2 separate regions of the Bos taurus genome follow, and region 2 is linked to region 1. A link is a contact called in public Hi-C data. All regions are on one chromosome and are shown on one strand. Each heading gives the region's core, a stretch centred on a gene start, on an enhancer-like site or on the middle of the called end of the contact. The rest is flanking DNA. Distances are from core to core; before and after follow the strand shown. Region 1 has its middle 190 kb from the start of LPP. Region 2 has its middle 150 kb from the start of BCL6.

The links. A called contact is a pair of places that touch in the nucleus more often than the background predicts.
Region 2: a contact with region 1 is called in a Hi-C map of liver, with 1.6 times the contacts expected there. The contact joins two enhancer-like sites. A contact is called at or near these places in 2 of 11 Hi-C or Micro-C datasets (liver and skeletal muscle).

What each region holds. Positions count from the first base shown.
Region 1 is chr1:79,325,108-79,328,053 of ARS-UCD2.0, reverse strand. No RefSeq gene overlaps it. Among named protein-coding and RNA genes, the nearest start is that of LPP, 190 kb to the right of the region's middle. Within about 2 kb of position 1,448, at least 31 of the 102 cell types and tissues checked have an H3K27ac peak or open chromatin away from gene starts, as enhancers often do. A contact at or near this core is called in liver and skeletal muscle, where this site is marked.
Region 2 is chr1:79,446,569-79,449,544 of ARS-UCD2.0, reverse strand. No RefSeq gene overlaps it. Among named protein-coding and RNA genes, the nearest start is that of BCL6, 150 kb to the left of the region's middle. Within about 2 kb of position 1,299, at least 29 of the 102 cell types and tissues checked have an H3K27ac peak or open chromatin away from gene starts, as enhancers often do. A contact at or near this core is called in liver and skeletal muscle, where this site is marked.

The DNA of each region.
Region 1 (2,946 bases), core at 199-2,698:
TTTTCAAGGAAAGGATCTCAAATTGCATTTTAATTTAATTTTATGAGGAAAATCTATACACATTTTCTATTTTCCACCCCAGTGGCAACGGCTTCTTGGCTGATGACCAGATGCTTCCTTCCATTTTGACATGGTAAAATCAGGGTGCCTCAGCAGGACATCCAGATGAACTCTTGCTGTTCTTCCAAAATCCAGGTTTGAGCTCAGTCTGGATCAAGAAGAAAAAGTGCCATTATTCCCCAATTGGCTTTTTAGTACTTGCTTTATCTTTCCACACTTTCTCTTCCTGCCTTTTTCTCAAATTACCAAAGGCACAAACACTCCAAGTCACAAAACCTAAGACTTTCTTAATTTCTCTTCCTCCTTTCTAGTCCAAGCTAACCGAGGATCATTTAGTTTCCTCAGACACAGAATACCTACTCTCTAATCCGTGTAGTAATAATACAGAATTTGTTTTAGAATATTTATAAATTTAAACTTTTCACAGATTCTTAGTGTTCTTTAGCATTAGATGGCTCTTCTCTCCATTTAAGACAGATATCTCCAACACCTTCAGCATGCTGACATCAGATTATAGCATGGAGAGGGGCTGCTCCATGCAAAGCTTAAGAGGTCATCTTATTAATCAATTGGATAGAAGACTAATTTATTCATTCAACACATACTTACTAATCACTTAACCTGAACTCCTACAGTGCCCAAGATCCTGTAGCATGTACTTGTTATGCTACTTGAGATACTATAGTATGTACATCTTTCAATTAGACTATGAGGTCCTTCAGAAGACTCTGGCCTCAGCTTGCTGCTCCCTATCTTATGACATTGAGTGACTAACCTCACTTCTCTGGGCCTCAGTTTCCCCTTTGTGGTAGGTGGTTAAACAGAGCATTCTAAGTCCACAGATTCACTTTCTTCTCCTTCAATTTAGCAAATATGGATTAAGCACAGAACATAAAATCTACTAAAAGATCTCAAAGAAGGAGGGATCAAGAACTATTTAAAAGAAACCAGGTCATTGTTGAAGCTGGGAGATGGGTACACAGAATGTCACCACACAGCTCTGTCCACTTACCTGCATATTAGAAAATATCCTCCTAAGAAGAATAAAAACAAAGACAAAGAAAGCTAGCAGGTGTCACATTACAGGTCACCATTGAGCGGGATGGAAGCATGGGTAGGATTTCAGTGAGCCGACACTGGGTCAGGGGCCATTCCAGGCAGGGCACATCCTGAGCCAAAGCATTGAGACTGGAAAATACATGGTGTTTGCAAAGGACCCGGAGTAGTCATGTGTGGCCACAGCTCAGCATGTGAGGAGGGAGGGTGGGGGGGAGCCGAACTGGAAAGGTATCCTGGGGTCAGAGCTGAAGGGTCTAGAGAGGCATGGTGCTAACCTCACTGGCAAGGGAAAGTGACTTCATTGCTTAAGCACAAATTGGCTCTGTCCCTTGTCCGTCAGTCCGGTGTAGGCCTGGGAGAAGGGCCCGTGGCAGAAATTGGCAGAGGAGGGTGCTGGCAGCACCGCCAGGCTTGTTTCTTCACCAGGAAACAAAGTTTCCTGTAACTCAGACCCATGAATCAGCATTTCCTCTGTCAATAATACACAGCAAGAAATGCAACAGCACAGGGCTTAGGGTAATGGAAGAAAGGAAGGAATATTCCATGACACAGCTAGGCTCTGCTCTCCTTTCCTCTCATAAAACATTCCTGATAAGCTCCCAAATAACACTTGGGTTTCATAAGATAAGTTCCTCAAACAGCCTCACAGTATCATGTGAAGATTAAGTCCTCCAGAATACCCAGCTCTATTGTCATAGTATGTGCTTCTATCACCATTAGGATAAGGAAGATCACATTCTGAATTCTTTCATTATGTGATAACTAAACATTAATATAACTCTTCTATCCCTGTAGAAGTTTGAGTGTGTGTGTGATTTGCCTTTTAGTTTTTGCTCTTGTCCAATAATCTATTTGATTCTCATGATAATCCTGTAAGGTACAAAGGGAATATTATACCTATTTTATAAGAGCAGATACCAAGGCAGGGAAATGAAAAGCTTCTTCCCCATTGAATCTGTTTTAAAGATGCCAGAACTGTGACCAACTCTTCAGTCTCCAGTCCAAGGTTCTTTTCAAGGTTGCAGATGTTTAATAAGTAAATAAATAAATAAACTAATTTGTTTTAAATATATTGATGCTTTTGAATTGTGATGCTAGAGAAGACTCTTGAGAGTCCCTTGGACTACAAGGAGATCAAACAAGTTAATCTTAAAGGAAATCAACTCTGAATATTCATTGGAAGGACTGATGCTGAAGCTGAAGCTCCACAACTCTGGCCACCTGATGTGAACAGCTGGCTCATTTGAAAAGACCCTGATGCTGGGAAAGATTGAGGGCAGGAGGAGAAGGGGAAACAGAGGATAAGATGGTTGGATGGTATCACTGACTCAATGGACATGAGTTAAAGCAAACTTCAGGAGATGGTGAAGTACAGGGAAACCTGTTGTGCTACAGTCCATGGGGTCGCAAAGAGTTGGATACGATGTAGTGACTGAACAAGAACAAAGTATTAATTAATGATGTATTTAATTTAAAATATATATATATATGCATATGTTTTCTCAGCACCAGAAAGAATTTCATTCTCTCCCTTATTCATTGACCAGAAATTTATGGACCACACTCTCTTGGAGGTATGTTCAGTAGTGATCAAAACAAACAAAAGCTCTGCCTTCCTAAAACTTCCATTCTAATTGAGGCACTCAGAAAGTAACTGAGCTAAAAGCAAAATACAGAATATGTTAGAGAGTTATACAAGCTTTGAAGAAAGAAAGTAAAAGATAAAAAAGTGTTGATTGGTGTTTGGTAACCATCTCCTTGAAATGTTGTGTTCAAGTCAAGACCTGAGGAGGTGAACAAATAAGCCATGGAGATATATGGAGTTGG
Region 2 (2,976 bases), core at 50-2,549, 120 kb before region 1:
TGCTGGCAGCACGCAGAGGGCTGTGGGAGAGGGCTGTAAGCAGACTCTACCCTGGAAGTGGAGCAAAGATCAAATGGCTCTTTCTTCCTTGTCTTTGGTAAAATGAAACCAAAACCAACTCCTTAACTTAGAGGGCAGAGAGGCTGGTTGTAGAGGGCCCTCAGCCTGAATTTACGCGGACTCCCAACCTTGTGGAGTGTGAAGGCCCTTCTCCTGGGAGCAGGTGGATGTCCTGCCCAAATCTCTGCAGAATGAAACCAGATGAGGGGTGAGATTCAAAGCAAGATGCTTGACCCAGGAGAAGCAACACTGGGTCAAGGTGCAGACAGACTCCTTCCAGCATGGCTCTGAGAGACTTACTTCCTGAGTCACTTCACATTCCATCAAAAATGGGGAAGGAGGTATGCAGAAGGAAAGAGAATTATGCTTTAAACCTGATATTACCTTTGAACCCTATGACTGCTCTTGGGGACAGACACAGAAAGCATTTTCCTTGCCTATTTCCTTTGTAGTACAGTAGGAAAGCTAATTTTTTTTTTTTTAAGGAACTGAAGTAGACCAGCTTTGAATATTAGACATTATTATTAGCAAATCGATAAGTTTCATATAACTTAGGTCTTTCATTTCCTCCCCAAGAGAAAGCCACATGGCTTCACTAACCCTCCGACTAGGGGAACTCTTTTATTTTTTAAATTTAATTTTTATTTTTTTAACACCAAAAACATTTTGTGTTGGGGTATAGCCAGTTAACAACGTTGTTTGTGATAGCTTCAGGTGAACAGTGAAGGGACTCAGCCATACATATACATGTGTCCATTCTCCCCCAAACCTCCCTCCCACACCAGGCTGGCACATAACATTGAGAGAGTTCCATGTGCTCTACTACAGGGGGAACTCTTTTTTATAATCCTGCTTTGGATGTGACTTGCCCAGAATTACAAGAATGGCAGCAGCAGAGGCAAAAATTACCGACAGATTGCCTGACTCCTAGTTCCCACTCCCCGTTGTTGGAAGTGCATAATGGAAGTAAGAAAGGAAGCAGGTCTCCAGAGAGACAGACTGGCTATTCCTAAGCCTTTATAAAAATAAGCTTCAGATAATCAGAAGTTCGAGGTCAGAGGATAACTTAAGGCCATCACAAGTTGGCCAGATTGAACTCCAGTTCTCTAGAGAATTCTGGCCTTTTGGCAGCCAGATACAGAGCTGAACGCCAAGCCAGCCTGTGTTTAGGCGCAGCTCCAGCCTCCAGCTCCCCAAGCCCAGGCTCCTTGTGTGTCTCGGAGTTTAGCAGCAAACAGGATCCATTCCTGAACATACGCTTTTAATCAGAGACACTGGGACCTGGAGGGGACCTCAGGCATGATTTAATCCCTCTCACTTTGCAGATGTAGAAATCGAAGCCCAGATTGGGGGACAGGACATAGAATGCTTACACAAGGTCACTTGGCAATTTAGGAAACAACACAGTAGGGTGGAAAAGGGCGGTTTTGGGGATGGACCCTGGTTCCACATCCCAGTTCTGCCAATTATCAGCCAGGAGATCCCAGGTAAGTCGCTTAACCTCCCTGAATACCAGTGTGCTAATCTGTAAAACTGGAGGAGGGGGGCAAAATCAGATGGCCTGAATGGTGAGATTTTTGATAGTTAAATGAGATGAAAAATACCAAAGTGATTTGTAAACAGGAAGTCATTATTCATACTTCAATGTTAGGATTAAATGATAATAAAAACATACAGCCTAATAACAAGAGTGCACTCTTCTGAATGCTGTCTGCATGCCAAGTGTTTCATATACTTTGTTTCTTTTAACTCCTGAAACCCAAGAACTCTCACCAATAACCATTTGCTTGAGGCAGGGTTTAAACCAGGTCGTTTTCATAAGCAGGATTTCAATAGTCTCTTGCACAGTACCCTCAGTCCTGCGAAATCTGGGCCTGGGCTTCCATTCTCAAGCCACATTTGGCTCCCTGCTCCTCTCACCTCTTTTCTAGGGAATGGGAAATTCTTGGCTGTTGAAGACAGGACACTCTCCTCATGTCTGCTAACTCCAGGAGATATTATGGTACTCTGCACGAGGTGAAATAGTTGAAAATAAATAAGCAAATAAAATTAATTAAATCAAGAGTGACTTAATAGATGCATTAATGTTTCTTTTTCAACAATAGTTTTATTGAGGGCTAATTGGATGGGAAAGGGTCTTTGATTTCTATCCAGAATCCGTCAACTTCCAGCTAAGCCAGAGGCAAGATAAAGATGTTCCCAGATAATTAAGTCATATAGAAAACCTGAGCTTGCCAAGGCTTTCACACAAGAAATTGAGTGTGCATAGACATGGAACAGCCTTGTGTTTGCCAAGGGGAGAGGAGGATGGAGAGGGACGAACTGGGAGTTTCAGGTTGCTGGGTTGGTAGATGCGAATTGGGCTTCCCAGGTGACTCAGTGGTAGAAGAATCCCCCTGCAAATACAGGAGACACAGGTTTGATCCCTGGGTTGGGAAGATCCCCTTGAGTAGGAAATGGCAACCCACTCTAGTATCCTTGCCTGGAGAGTCCCACGGACAGAGGAGGCTGGCAAGCTACAGTCCACAGGGTCTCAGAGTCAGACATGACTAAGCATGAAACGGACAGAGGAGGCTGGCGAGCTACAGTCCACAGGGTCTCAGAGTCAGACATGACTAAGCATGAACACACACACAGGATGCCAGCTATTACATTTAGAATGGATAAATAGTAAAGGTTCCCATTATATAGCATAGGGAACTATATTCCATATCCTGTGATAAACCACAATGGAAAAGAATATTGAAAAAGAATGTGTATATATGTATAACTGAGTCACTTTGCTGTAAAGCAGAGGCTGGCACAATGCTGCAGATCAAGTATACTTCAATTAAAAAAAAAGAAATTGAGTTTGTAAGTTGTGATCTGGGCATTTGTAAAGAGTTCTTTCTGTTTGCTTCCAGAAATATCTTCTCT